2 separate regions of the Ovis aries genome follow, and region 1 is linked to region 2. Evidence: chromatin contacts called from public Hi-C data. All regions are on one chromosome and are shown on one strand. Each heading gives the region's core, a stretch centred on a gene start, on an enhancer-like site or on the middle of the called end of the contact. The rest is flanking DNA. Distances are from core to core; before and after follow the strand shown.

Evidence for each region. A called contact is a pair of places that touch in the nucleus more often than the background predicts.
Region 1: a contact with region 2 is called in a Hi-C map of liver, with 6 times the contacts expected there. The contact joins the promoter of DDIAS here to the promoter of ANKRD42 in region 2. A contact is called at or near these places in 3 of 16 Hi-C or Micro-C datasets (blood, liver and tail adipose tissue).

What each region holds. Positions count from the first base shown.
Region 1 is chr21:12,309,116-12,315,958 of ARS-UI_Ramb_v3.0, forward strand. It overlaps DDIAS (DNA damage induced apoptosis suppressor), which reads right to left and starts at 4,045. Exons shown (of 5, transcript XM_060403938.1): 1 at 3,971-4,045. It overlaps PRCP (prolylcarboxypeptidase), which reads left to right and starts at 4,119. Exons shown (of 10, transcript XM_042238281.2): 1 at 4,119-4,551; 2 at 5,535-5,717. The coding sequence starts at 5,550.
Region 2 is chr21:12,049,111-12,056,221 of ARS-UI_Ramb_v3.0, forward strand. It overlaps ANKRD42 (ankyrin repeat domain 42), which reads right to left and starts at 2,360. Exons shown (of 10, transcript XM_027960118.3): 1 at 1,418-2,360. The coding sequence starts at 1,475.

The DNA of each region.
Region 1 (6,843 bases), core at 2,795-5,294, 260 kb after region 2:
CTTAATTCTTGTTGAAGTCCTTGCTTTTGTACCCTTAGGTATACATGACTAATAAGGTTCTACCAAAAGCAGATATGTATTCCTAGATTTGGCTGTCACCTGAGGCCACATGGCAATCTCTAAGGATAAGGTAGAAGAGGTGACACAGTATAAAGGCAGGCCAGGGAACACTGCTATTATTAGTGCTACTGACTTCAAGTTCCTTCTTGCCAAGTGGCAAATGATGGAATGTACATCAGTAAATGCATCTTCTCTGAACATCTCTAAAATCCAGTTTGGGTACAGTGTTAATATGGTGGTACAGCTACCTATGTGCTAAAAAGTGAAGTGTTAATTGTTCAGTCATACCTGACTCTTTGCAACCCCATGGACTGTAGACCACCAGGCTCCTCTGTCCATGGGATTCTTCAGGCAAGAATACTGGAGTGGGTTGCCATTTCCTCCTCCAGGGATTCCTGACCCAGGAATTGAACCTGTGTCTCCTGCACTGCAGGCAGATTCTTTACCATGAGCCACAGCAGAAGCCCATATATGAGCTAGGGGAGATAAAACAGGGCAAAACTCCCTCCTGAAAATGTGGTCTTTTATCTGCTTAAAATCTTGTAGTTTGAAATGAAGCCTCAATTCCCCACAATGCCTGTAAGGCCTTAGCTCATCTAGCACCACCTCTTTGACCTCACCTTGTCCCACTTGCCCTCTTTAATCACTACACTTCAAGCCAAGCCAGCCTTCTTTCTGCTCCTTAAATGCACAAAATAACTTCTCTTTTCAGGCTTCTGTTCTTACTTTTCTCTTTGTCTATAAGGCTTTTCCCTTAGTTCTTCAAATAGTTGGCTCTCATTCTCGTCATTAAATCTTTAATGTTAACCTGAAGAGAGCCCCTTTTCATTTCAATAAATACTCTCTTCTGCTTGGTTTCCATGATATCATCCATTTTATTCCTTTAACCACACTTGTGATATATGCCATCATGAAAATGTACATATGCTCCCTTGTTTCTGTTAGTTCTACCCTCATTAGTCTGAAAGTTTCATGAAGATGGCGGCCTGGTCTATCAAGTCACCAGTAAATGCAAAACATATATATGCAGAAATATTTGGGAATTAATTTCTAAATTAATTGTGTAAGCACTAATTGCTATATTTTAAAGGCAAGAAATTGGTTAAACTTATTATTTAAGGGTTTATTGCCCTCTAGTGGAGAAATAGGCTCAGAAAACTATAACAATGGTAAATTTGAGAACTGAAATGTAAAAGGTCATTAAGATATTTTTATTATTTGCGTTTCATTTGGTAGACTCAGCAAACGGCAAAAAGACTTTCCATCCATTGGCAGTGGACAAATATGAAATCAGATCCTTTTAGGCAGTCACTATTAGTCATTCCCTTTGCTGTTTTCATAGTATTTCCTTATGATTTTGGTCATCTAGTTTGTTTTGTCTCTCTCTCTCTCTAGTGTCTGATTTCAAGTATTGAATTTATGTTTGATGGACAACTGAATGAAGCATGAGGAATGAGCAAACACTAAAGTTAGGAAAACATGATCTCAGACTTGGGAACATTCCATATGTGGTATCTACCTGCGGTTTATCTTTCTTCTTGATTTTATTGGGGAGGATGGTAATACAGCATTATATTGCTTTCAGTTCCACCACAGTCAACAAACCATATTCCAATTTAATAAGTTCAATATGTGCTCAGTCGCATCTGACTCGTTGTGGTCCCATGGATGTAGCCCACCAGGCTCTTCTGTCCATGGAATTTTCCAGGCAAGAATACCATAGCAGGTTGTCATTTCCTATTTCAAGAGATCTTCCAGACCCAGGGATTGAACTTGCGACTTGTGTTTCCTGCATCGGCAGGCAGATTCTTTACTACTAGTATCACCTGGGAAGTCCAAGTTCAATATACTTATTTATCAATTTATTGTGCAGCTGATAAATACCAGCTGATGGGAATAATATAAGTGATCAACAAAATAGACAAGGTCTCTACCTGGTCACTTGATCTATAGCCTAGTAAGAGATAGGTAGAAAATTCTATACAGGAAAAGTACATTATACCATGAGAAAACTACAACAGGAGACTCATTTAGTCTAAGATTGTGACCAAAGGATGAAATCACTCCTTTAAAACACTGGGCCACACTTCTAACGGCATACAGAAAAGGAGATGTGACTAACTCCTCTCCCTTTCTTCATTCCTCCTCAAACTGCTCTTGCTTTGCAAGAAAATCTTTGTCATTCTGTTGCTCTCAGATTTCTCATTTCATATATTATAGGACAGACTCTTTAGCTATGGAAATGGTAGTTACTTTGAGTTGCTTTATTAAAGCTGTCTAATGGTCTCCCTCCAAGGGTGCATAATTTGTCTAATCTTTCTAAAGGCAGTCATAACAAGTCCCTGAGAAATGATCTTCTGACATTAAAATGAAAATTCTGGAAAAGGGAGAGGGAGGTAGGAGATTAAAAAAAAAATCAAAAAAGACAAAACCTCTTTTGTTTGGAGAAATACTGATGAAAAATATTTTTAAAACATTACTCAGGAAACTCTTAGTGAGTATCAAGCACAGTTCATTGCACTTACGACAGGTAAAGTTCCAGAGATGGGGAAGGGGACAGGGTTACAGATAGAAAAAAATCACCTCATGCAGCTGTCCTTTCTGAATACATTTCAGCAACACTGGCCTTTTCTTAGTTTCTTGAACATTAAGATGCTAAGTTCTTTCCTGCTTTAAGGCCTTTACATAACCTGTTCACTCTGGAATTTTCTTCCTTTCTTCTATTGCATGGCTAGATCATTCTCATCTTCTAGGCCTCAATTTAAGTGTCAACTCCTCAGAGGCCTTTCCAAACAAACCTAACTCAAATAGATTCCACTTCATTCTTTTTAAGCCCACACACAAAAAGTTTAAGTTCCGAAGGATTCTCACATCTTGTTCACCATTGTGATCCTAGTACTTAGAAGTTCTTAGCACAGAGGGAGACAGTTAAAAAAACTATCTGTAGAATGAGTAAGTAACTACTGGGTGCTTTCTGACCCAATTTTGCAGGATGATGAAAGGCCTCCTGATAGAAAGCTTCATAAATTGAGACCTAAACAATGATTAAGAACTAGGTGGGATGGGATTCAGATGGGGTCTGAAGGTGAGGGAGAATGGTGCATTTGAGGGACTCAAAAGGACATTCCATGTGGTTGGAGCATAGGGCTGGAGGGGTGAAAAAAAGAGCTGGAGTACTAGGCAAAGGCCAGACAAGAAGGGCCCTGTTAACCACTTTAAGGAGTTTAGACTTAAACCTGAGGGCAAACAGGAGTGACCAAAGGAAAGGTTTTTAATGGGGAGTGTCCTCATCAGATTTGTACTTTATCAGCCTAGCAACGTGGAGACTGGATTGGAACGTAAGGAAATTGAAAGAATCAGCTGGGAGGCTACAGTCATAGTTATGAAGCAGTTGTGCTGAACCAAAGTAAAACTGGCGAGAAGCGTATGGTTTGAGATATTCAAGAGGTTGGTGTGGCTTGATGTGAGAGACAAGGAAGGTACCTAGAAAACTTGTTTCTGGTTTGAACACTCTGCTCAGTGAGCACTTGTCCCTCTGAGTCATCAAAGCAGTTTGGAAAAGATCCCTTTTCAGCAGGTACTACTGGGCATAGCCGCCCGCTGTGTACGAGCCTCCGAGCACCTCAAAAATTGCAGTAGCACCTTTTTCCTCCCTGTATTTCGGGTTCCAGACACTTACTCGTTTCCAGGTCGGTGGCACACAAACGCTCTCTGACTGACTGCAACAGCACCGTCTAAAATGAAAAGAACTGACCTCACTCTTCTCTCACAACCGCCCGTTTATAGACGAGACTGACTCCTGAAAAAAAAACATAGAATGCTCCGAATGCTCACTCAGAACGACGTTCAAGGGTCTTCCTAGGAGTCTCCGGCCCTTGCTCCCCGAGAATCTCCTCCCGCACCTTCTCACCTGAGGCAGAGGACCAGGAACCTGCCCGGGCGAAGCTCAGTGACGCGGACCCCAAGACTCAAGCGGCTAGAGAGTGTCTTCCAATCGAATCTCCCGCGCCTCCTTCCGCCGGAAGTGACGCCATGACCGTCTGGCCTTAGAGCCAATCAGAAGACGACACCGCCCAGGTTGGCGATGTAGCTCGACAACCTGTGAGGTTTTGGGAACAACCATTTTTGTCCGAGAGGCTTAGGCAAGTGTCCTTTCCCAACTGATTGAGCAGTAGTACAGTCTGTACAGTTGGTTTTGAGGCAGCGTTGAGCCAGCCAGGCGTAGGTGGTAGTGGGTGGGAGCGCCCCTCAGACCGAGGTTCACCTGGCTGACTGGAAGTAGAAGCGGAAGTTGGTGGTGAGGGAGTCACGAGGACCGAAAGGGACTCCGCCCGCTGGGGCTGGGACTGCTCCCAAGGAGAGGGGAAGGCGGGGTCCGAAGCTGGGTGCCGGAAGACGGAAGGGGGCGTAGCTTGGAAGCAGGGACCGGGACCTAGTGGGATTCCGGGGCGACCTCCGTTGAGAAGTGGACTGTGTGGATTTCACGCATGTGTAGGGGTGACTAACCGACAGAGTGCCCTAGGAGGTGATTAGGCTGACATGGAGGTGGCGGTGCAAAGGAGCCAGACCTAGTGGGGATAGCTTAGTAGTATACATGATTTTAGTGAAAAAGGCAGGGTATGAACACATTAACACGGATTGGCAGATGCCGCTGCCAGTCAGGAGGAGCAGCTCTGTACCCTGAGCTCCTCTTTTCAGGGTGTTTTGACTGTCAGGGCTGAGTGACTAGTGAATGATTTAGTCCTTGTAGAGCTGGTGGCGAGTGCCAGTTTTAAGTTGGCAGTAGCCCTTCCTGGGGCTTCCCTGGTGGCTCAGACGCTAAAGAATCCGCCTGCAATGTGGGGGACTTGGGTCAGATCCTTGGGTTGGGAAGAATCCCCTGGAGGAGGGCATGGCAACTCCCTCTAGTATTCTTGCCTGGAGAATCCCATGGACAGAGGAGCCTGGCAGGCCACCGTCTATAGGGTCGCAAAGAGTTGGACACGACCCAAGCGGCCTGGCACGTTTGCACGCATGCACACACTATTATTATGTAGGATTTGCGGAGGACAAGGATGTGGCGATGAAATAGAGGTGGACAGGGCAGGGTTTGGCAGTGACGATAAAGGGGGAGGATATAGGGTGCGGAGAAAGTGTTTGTGTGTGTGTGGGGGTGATATAGTTAAGAATGGGGTTCAGAGGTCAGATAGGAGGGGCCCTGGGATGGTAAAGGTAGGCTTTGAGTTGGAAGGGAATAAAGGTGAACTCTATATAATAAAGAGGGGACGGTAAAAGAGGGAAATGAAACCTGGCGGCGCCCTGTGGGACTGGGACGGGGTTTGGAATGGCTTTGGCAACTCGAATTTGAGAGGCTTTGCTGAGGGGCGGGGTAGCATTGGGTTTCCCCCGGGAAGGAGGGGCCTGTCTCGGGGCAGGAGCTGTGGGCTGGGCGGCGCTGCGTGCATCTGCCTGTCTCCCTCCTACCCGCTCTGCAGCCACGGTCCTGAGCCATGGGGCGCTGCTCCCTCCTGCTCCTGCTCCTAGCTTCCCTGACTCCTGGGGCCGCCAGCCCCGTATCGCCGTCACTGAGGGCCCCTAGCAGCCTACCCTGGTCAACGAGCTTCGGATCTCGCCCTACTATTACCCCGAAGTATTCGATTCGCTACATCCAACAGAAGGTAAGGCCAAAAGGGTTGGGGTGTCCGAGTGGGTGGCGAGGACTGGGGTTTTGTGGTTTTCAGGCACCGAAGCTCATTGAAATTGTAGAACCCTAATGCTGAAGACTTGTCCGGTGGCCCAAGTCCCATCTGTTTAAACTCACCTTCCATCACCAATAATTTATTGTCATTTCTGGCTCTACACTCCCTTCTGTGATTGACCATCACAGTCACTTCAACTCCTGCTTGCAGAGGATGCCCTAAAATTCCTTTGACCTCCCGCCAAATTCAAATTATTTAATGCCAGCTCTGGAGCCTACTTCGAGGTGACAGTCATTTTTTGTCCCAAAGCAGCCCCTAAGTTCAAGTTTCTAATATCTTACCAGATAATATATAATATTTTTTCAATCTAAAATGTCAGTCTGTTGTCTTATGCTCAGCTCAGAGTTGCTTTTGTAGCCCTTTTATTAAGAGTTTTCATCTTTCCTTGGAAGTTGTAGGAGTCTGTCAAAATTTGGAGTGGGGAGTGAAGGTGAGCATCTCTATAGTTCTGAATTTTGAGTTCAGAGGTTTAAGGTAGGCATGATGCCTTTGTGCCTGGCTGAAGCATGAGGTAGGTGTTCCCTGAGAAGCCTGAATGAGGAAGTACATCTTTTGTGAAATGACAATATCATTTACAGTTCTGGGAGCCTGTGAAAAGATAAATGACCTTCCCAGGTGGCACAGTGGTAAAGAATCTGCCTGCCAAGGCAGGAGATAAAAGAGACGGGGGTTTGATTCTTGGGTGGGGGAAGATCCCCTGGAGCAGGAAATGGCAATCCACCCCAAAATTCTTGCCTGAGAAATCCCGAGGACACAGGAACCTGGTGGGCTACATTCAATGGGGTCTCAAAGAGTTGAACACGACTGAGCAACTGAGCATGCATGTGTGCATGCATGTGAAAAGATAGGCAAAGATTTGGGAAACATTGGGATTAGAACTTCAAGAGTCTGAGGTTTGGCTTTAGGAGTTAGATAGATCAGAATTCCAATCTATTAATACTAGCTCTCTGACCTTGGGAAGTTTCATATACCTCTCTGAGCCCAGTTTCTTGACCTCTGGGGGATTTGGTGGTGGTTAAATGAGAATAGATGACATATCCCTAAC
Region 2 (7,111 bases), core at 1,110-3,609:
AAGCGGTACAGTGCCACTGAAACAACCAACACTAAAGGACAGAGAGGACATAATGGTACAAAATCATATTTTGAATGTGTTGATCTTGAGGTGCCCAAGGAAGAGTTCCACAAGGGGAGCTGTACATGTAAGTCTGCAGCTCCAAGGAGAGGTCTGGAGCTGAGCTCTCACAGTTAGCTGTGTCTCAGTAGTAGGCAGCTTTCTCTGATCCCCAACCTTACCCTACACTGAAGGCAGGGGCCCTCTATTCTTCCTTATAACTCATTACGCTAGTAATTACTTGCTCAGTATTTATCTTCCCCACTAGGAGGAAGGAATGCGTTTGTCTTCTTTGCTCACATATCCTTAAGAAAAAGCACACAGTAGACAATAAATATTTACTGGATGACTGAATAACAGATTCGGAGGTCCTCAGTAGGGTTGAAGTCATAGTACTTAACAAGGCAAAAAGCATCAGTGATGGCACTATCCAAGAGGAAAAAAAAAAAAGCAACATTTATGGAGAGGATAGAAGAAAAGCCAGGATGGATGGATGGATGGGTGGATAGCTAGCTAGCTAGACAGACAGGGAGAGTTGGGAAAGTGGAAAGAAGAAAATTAGGTGAGTCTAATATCTCCAGGGCTTCTATGGTGGCTCAGAGATAAAGAACCCGCCTGGCCAAGGCAGGAGACTCCAGTTCAATCATCTGCTTCGGGAAGATCCCCTGGAGAAGGAAATGACTACCAACTCCAGAGTCCTGGGAAATCCCATGGGCGGAGGAGCCTGGCAGGCTACAGTCCATGGGGTAGCAAAGAGCTGGACACAACTTAGTGACCAAACAACAAACAAATACTATTTACAGAGTCAAATGCCGCAGAGACGCCAAGAACTTAAAAGGGTCCATAAATGTTAACAAGAATTGCTATCACCTAGGAAAGGCAATGGCACCCCACTCCAGTACTCTTGCCTGGAAAATCCCATGGATGGAGGAGCCTTTTAGGCTGCAGTCCATGGGGTCGCTGAGGGTCAGACACAACTGAGCGACTTCACTTTCACTTTTCACTTTCATGCATTGGAGAAGGAAATGGCAACCCACTCCAGTGTTCTTGCCTGGAGAATCCCAGGGACGGGGGAGCCTGGTGGGCTGCCGTCTACGGGGTCGCACAGAGTCGGACACGACTGAAGCGACTTAGCAGCAACAGGAACGAAGTCTCAGGAATGGGCGCAGATGGGAACCAGAAAAAAAAAAGGTAAGGAAAGCTGAAACGAGGAAAGATGGGGGCCAGATGACCAGATGAGCTTTGGGACCCACTGTAAATAGGTCAATTAAGGGGAAAGAGATGAGTGACAGGTGAGAAAGGGAAATGCCAAGAAGAGGCTGGAGTGAGAAAAGTGGAGTGTGGCAGAGACAAGGGCCAGCGAAGCGGTCCGACTCACTCGGGGTCGCAGACTCCGTGGAGGAGGTGGACGGGCCCGAATCGGACACCCCGGGCATGGTGCGGCGACTCGGACTCCGGGGCGGGGTCGAGTCCAGGCCCCCGCTGCTGCGGCGGTCTTCGCTCGCTGTCACCCACGAGCCACTGCAGCAGCGGCTGTCTCCCTCGTCGTCGCTAGGCCCGGGGCCGCCGTCCTCCGTCGTCCTCCCCCAGGAGGCCCGGCAGCGGGAACCTTCGCCCTCACTTTCCCTCTCCCAGAAGCGGCGGCGGCTGGCGTCTTCGCTGACGCTCACCGCGGAGGAGTCGCTGGCCAAGTAGCCGCGGTCTTCACTCACCGCCTCCCAGGAACTGCTGAGGCTGCGGCCGCCATCCACACTCGCGCCCTCCCAAGAGCCACTGAGGCGGCGGCGGCGGCGGCGGCGGTCGTCACTGCCCCTCTCGCCCGAGTCGCTGGCTCGGGGGCCCCGAACCTCCCGGACTTCGTCCCAAGTCCCGCTGAGGCGGAGGCCACGGTCGTCTCTGATGGATCCCGAGTCACTAGTCGGGTGGCTTCCGACTTCACTGAAGCTCGCGTCGCTGCTGAGGCCTCCCCTCAGTCTCTCCCAAGAGTTGCCGGGACGGTGGCCGCAGTCTCCCCTGACTCTCTCTTCAGAGACGCTGCGGCCGTGGTCCAGGTCTTCGCTGACCCTTCTCGAGTCATCGCGGGAGAAGCCGACGTCTTCACTTCCTCTTCCCGTCGGTACCCGGCAGCGGCGATCGCTCTCCTCGCGGATTCTTTGTCTGTCTTCGCTAAGACGAGAGCCTTGGCCCTCGCTCACTCTTTCCCTGGACGGATCACCGCGACGACCGTGCCGGCCATTTATCCTCCACACGCGCTGGCTGGTGCGGCGGCCGCCGTCTTCGGTTGCTACTCCGCGCGACTCACTGTGGCGGCGGCCGCCGTCGGCGAGCACCCGCTCCACCGAGTCGCTTTCCAGCGTCCCGACCACCAGCTACCTGGTTGGAGCTGGGGGCTGGGGGAGCCGGCGCCCTGGAAACGGGTAAACTTCCGGCGTGGTGCGGTCATTTCCGGTTCCTCGCTGCTGTGCGTCACTTCCGACTTCCTTGCCCTTTTTTTTTTTTTCTTTCTTTTTTTTAAGTACTCTATTTTTTTCGAGGCGTCCCTTCTAGACATGGTGGTGTGGAACGGGTTTCGGTGAAATGGCGCTCGGCCTCACGTCCAGCCTGTCTCGGCCCCGTCTCTATAACGGCCTGGCATCGGTTGCGCCCACCAGGGCTCGGCGACGCAGGTGGAGAGGCTCCTGGACTGCAGTCGGCGTCCGTGGCCCGAGTATGTGCCGCGAACCGGGCGGGGCCTTGCATCCTCTGGAAACCTAGTGTCCTTTTTCGGTGCCGGTTGGAGCGTTGGAGAAAATATATTCTTACCCTGTCATAAGTACGGACAAAAGACCTAATGGAGAAATTAAACGGCTGCAGCGCTGTCCCATTATTGAGTGTGCCCACCGCCAGCCTCATTGATAATCGCTTGGTACTATTTCTCACACTAATTTTGTAAGGTAGGTGTTATCCCCGTTTTACAGATGAGGAGATTCGAGGTATAAGTAATTTGTTAAGGCCATACCAGCAGGTAAGTTGCAAAGCCAATGTGAAAAGAGAGGTCGTTAGTCAAAAGACTGCACCAGATCTCCTGACTCCCAAGATTTCGTTTCACTGTAAAATGGTTTCTTTGAACATTTTGGCCCAGATCTTTCTCTGCAGTCCAGTTGCTTGACGTGTGTTCTTCCATTCGTGTTTATAGCAAACACAGGTCAGGTGTTGTGCTAGCATCTGAAAATACAGAAAATTTTTTTTAGCCCCTCCCCCCCCCCACCCCGCCGCCCCATCCTTAGCTGCTTTGCCGTAGGTTTTGTTTTGTGAACACAATTGGGAAATTGCCCTAACCCTGCCTTTCCTCTCTTGAAATAGAGTAAATGCCTTTCTTTACCTTTCATCGCCTCTTGTAATAATAATAACCTCCATTCGTTGAGTTCGTATGATGTGTTGTTTAATATAACCTACCAGGTTGGTATTAACTGTTCCTTTCTACAGAGAAGTTTAACGCCAAAGTTAATTTTTGAGGGTACACAGGCTCCGACGGTAAAAAATCCGCCTGCAGTGCGGGAGACCTGGGTTTGATCCCTTGGTTGGGAAGATCCCCTGGAGGAGGGCATGGCAATCCACTCCAGTGTGCTTGCCTGGAAAATCCCATGGACAGAGGAGCCTAGCGGGCTACAGTCCATGGGGTCGCAAAGAGTGGGACCCAACTGAGAGACTAAGCACAGCACAGCACACACAGCTAGTAAGTAGTGAGTCCCCACATGAGGTATCCAACCTGTCTTGATTTTGCTGTGCATACTCCTCAAAGTCTCTGAATTCCCACAGTCTTTATTTCACAGTCTTTATTAGACCAAGTATCACCTTGTATTAGTTACCTTTTAACAGTTGGTGCTCACTCCTACCCGCTAGGGACTCTGACCTGGAAGGTAGGAACTCTATGGTTAGTTCATCATGGTATTCCTAACATCTAGAATACCTAGTTCAAGGGAAGTGCTTTCTAACTGTTGTTTGGGTGAATGAGTGAGTTGATGTTTGGTTGATTGTCTGGTAAATGAACTAGCAGATTGAAAATAAAATTTTTCAGGGACTTCCCTAACAGTCCAGTGGTTAAGATTCTGTGCTTCCCCTGCAGAGGGTACCAGTTTGAACCCTGGTTGGGGGACTAAGATCCTACTTGCTCAGCGAAGCCAAAAAGAAAGAAAAAAGTTTTTTCAGTTGGTAGGGAATTTGAGATTAGTCAGCCTAGTCCTCTCATTTTTGTAAATGGAGTAACTGAGGCCTTTGTCTTATCAGACATCTATTGAGTTATTAATATGGGGCAGTTCTTATGCTAAATGATTGGTAAATAGTCTTAAACTTAATCTGTATTATTATTTCTATTTTTACAGGTGAAGAAACCAAGATTTGGCCAAGATCACATAGCTAGGTGATAGGGAGTTAGAACCCACTATGACTGACTCCAGATTAATACAGTGTTTGTAGCCACATACGGATAAACACACTGAGAGAATAAGGCAGCACACTCTTAAAGGATATACATTTGGTGGAAAAAATCAGGAAAGAAAGTAAACAGAGAAGTAGAAAAAGTAAAATCTCCCAAAATAAACTTAAAAGGAATTAAAGATAAAAGCAGGAATTAATGAAATAAAATTGATCATAATAGTAGCTGGTGTTTGAAAAGAACAAATAGCAAATCTGAGGAAGAAAAGGAAAGAAAACAGGAACAAGAACATATTACAGATATGAGGGACTTTGAAAACAGAAGTGAATTATTTGTGTGTGTGCTCAGTCACTCAGTGTTGTCCAACTCTTTAGGACCCAGTGGACTATAGCCTGCCAGGCCCCTCTGCCCATGGAATTTTCCAGGCAAGAATACTGGAGTAGGGAGCCATTCCCTTCTCCAAGGGATCTTCCTGACCCAGATATTGAGTAGCCATTGCAGTACTTTGTAAATTAGAAACTTGAATATACATCAGGGAAAGAATGGCTGGATAGATTATGTTATATTCATATAATGAAATATTACGTGAGGAGAAATGCAGCTCTCCATGCATTAATCAAAATGAAAATAGTTGTAAGACAGTAAATGAAAAAGGAGGCAAAACAATGTGTATGTGATCTCATCTAATTTCTAGTAATTACTTTGTAGAATTTTCCAAAGTTTAGTAAAGATCTAAATTGTTAACTCAGTGGCTACTTTATAGAATAAGATATGAAAAGAAACTATTTTTGTCTGGTATCAATTTTTTATTTTTTAGATATTCCTAAATAAAATTAGGAAGCACAGGAAAACATGCACTCTTACATAAAGCAAACTTTTAAGAAGTATATGAGCCAAGAATGATTAAGATGCTGTTTTTAGCAAAGAGTCGTTGATAATATTCAGGAGAGCAATTTTAATGAAATAGGCCAGCTGTATAAAACTACAGGATTTCAAGGTAAGTGAGGGACTAACTGAAAGAAATTTCTCAAGTGAAACACATTTCAGAACACTGAAGTGGGTATCGGCATTCCAGAGAATCAGAACCCTTTGTAAGTAGGAAATTTGTGGTTACAAGTAAAATTGGCTATCTCATTTTTTGCAAAGTGGGGTGATAAAGCAGGTTGTTCCTCTAATCCTCTGTAAACTAACTCTTTCCATACAGTTCTACAGGAGGGAGTAGGGCCAACCCCAGGACAAGGATTAAGTGGGTTTTGGAAACCATCTCTGCTTTCTGCATTTACACCCTGTAGGCTTCCCTTTGGTGCTCCCCTCTAAACTCTCGCTGGGCTGCCCCATGGGTGCTTTTTTGGTCTTATTCTGTAACTTCTCCTTCCCCACCTGCCCAGCAGTGCCCATTATTTCAGAGAGCTGACCCCAATAGGAGTGAGGAAAATTCCTACTCCTACAATAGAAGGTCAGGCTGTTCTTGACAGTAACCTGATTTTCCATCTCCACCTCCACACTGCCTCTTTAGTCAGCTAGATCTTTCCATTTGCAGACAGTGCCTAGATGCCTTATTCTGTCTTTTTGAATATTCTGAATAAAGCCATCCAGGAAAATATAATGAAAATCTAAAATTGTCTATTTTAGGTTGAACTATTCTATGAGAACCTTTGTTTTTAATTAAGGTATATTCGACATTCAGTGTTAGATGTGCAACAGTGATGCACAGTTTTTGTGGTAAGGGCTGTATTTCATTTACAGTTATCCTCAGTGTTGGTTGGCCATATCCCTTGTGCTGTACACCGTTTGCTTGCGGTTTACTGTATACATAGGTGTTGTACCTCTGAATCCCTTACTCTTAACCTTGCTGCTTCTCCTTCCCACTTCCCCACTGGTAACTACTAGTTCTATATTTGTAAATCGTTTTTGTTGTTTACTAGTTTTAGATTCGACACACTTGATATCATTCAGTATTTTGTTGCATTTTTAATATATAATGAGGTCCTTATTTTTCTCCCCAAAGCTTATTGTTAGCTGAATAACAAATTACTTTGTAGTATTTTACAGAAAATGAAAGTTGGAAGTTAAAAGTAAGTAAATTATGTTAAAATCAGAGGATATTGTAAAGAGGGTACAAACAGTGAAATATTCCTTTTATTTATTCTCACAAACTTCCAACTCTTATTTCAAAAGATAGTACTCCAGGAACTTCCCTGGCAGTCCAGTGGTTAAGACTCCGTACTTCCATTGCAGGGGCATAAGTTCGATCTCTGATCAGGAAACTAACATCCTGCATGCTGTGAGTCAGGACCAAAAAAAAAAAAGACAATATTCCATCTTCCCTGGGGCCTCCTTTAGCTTTCCTTGCTATACTCTCTTATGTAGAGTAATGGTTCTAGTTCATAATGGTATGTGTTAACTCTTTTCCATTTTCTTAACAGGCAAAAAAGTAGGTGCTGCTGATTTCTAGATCAGTTGTCAGATCTGGCTGTTTACTAGAATTAACTATACAGCTCTTTTATGGGGATGTAATTGACAGAGAACATTGGTTTTGGTGTAACTGGAGCTTTTTATGTGAGAGGTGTCTCTGAGAACCTACTAAATAAGACTGGAGGTAAGCAGTCTCTTCTTAGCATTCACCATGATTCTAATGCACAGCCAAATTGAAGGGTC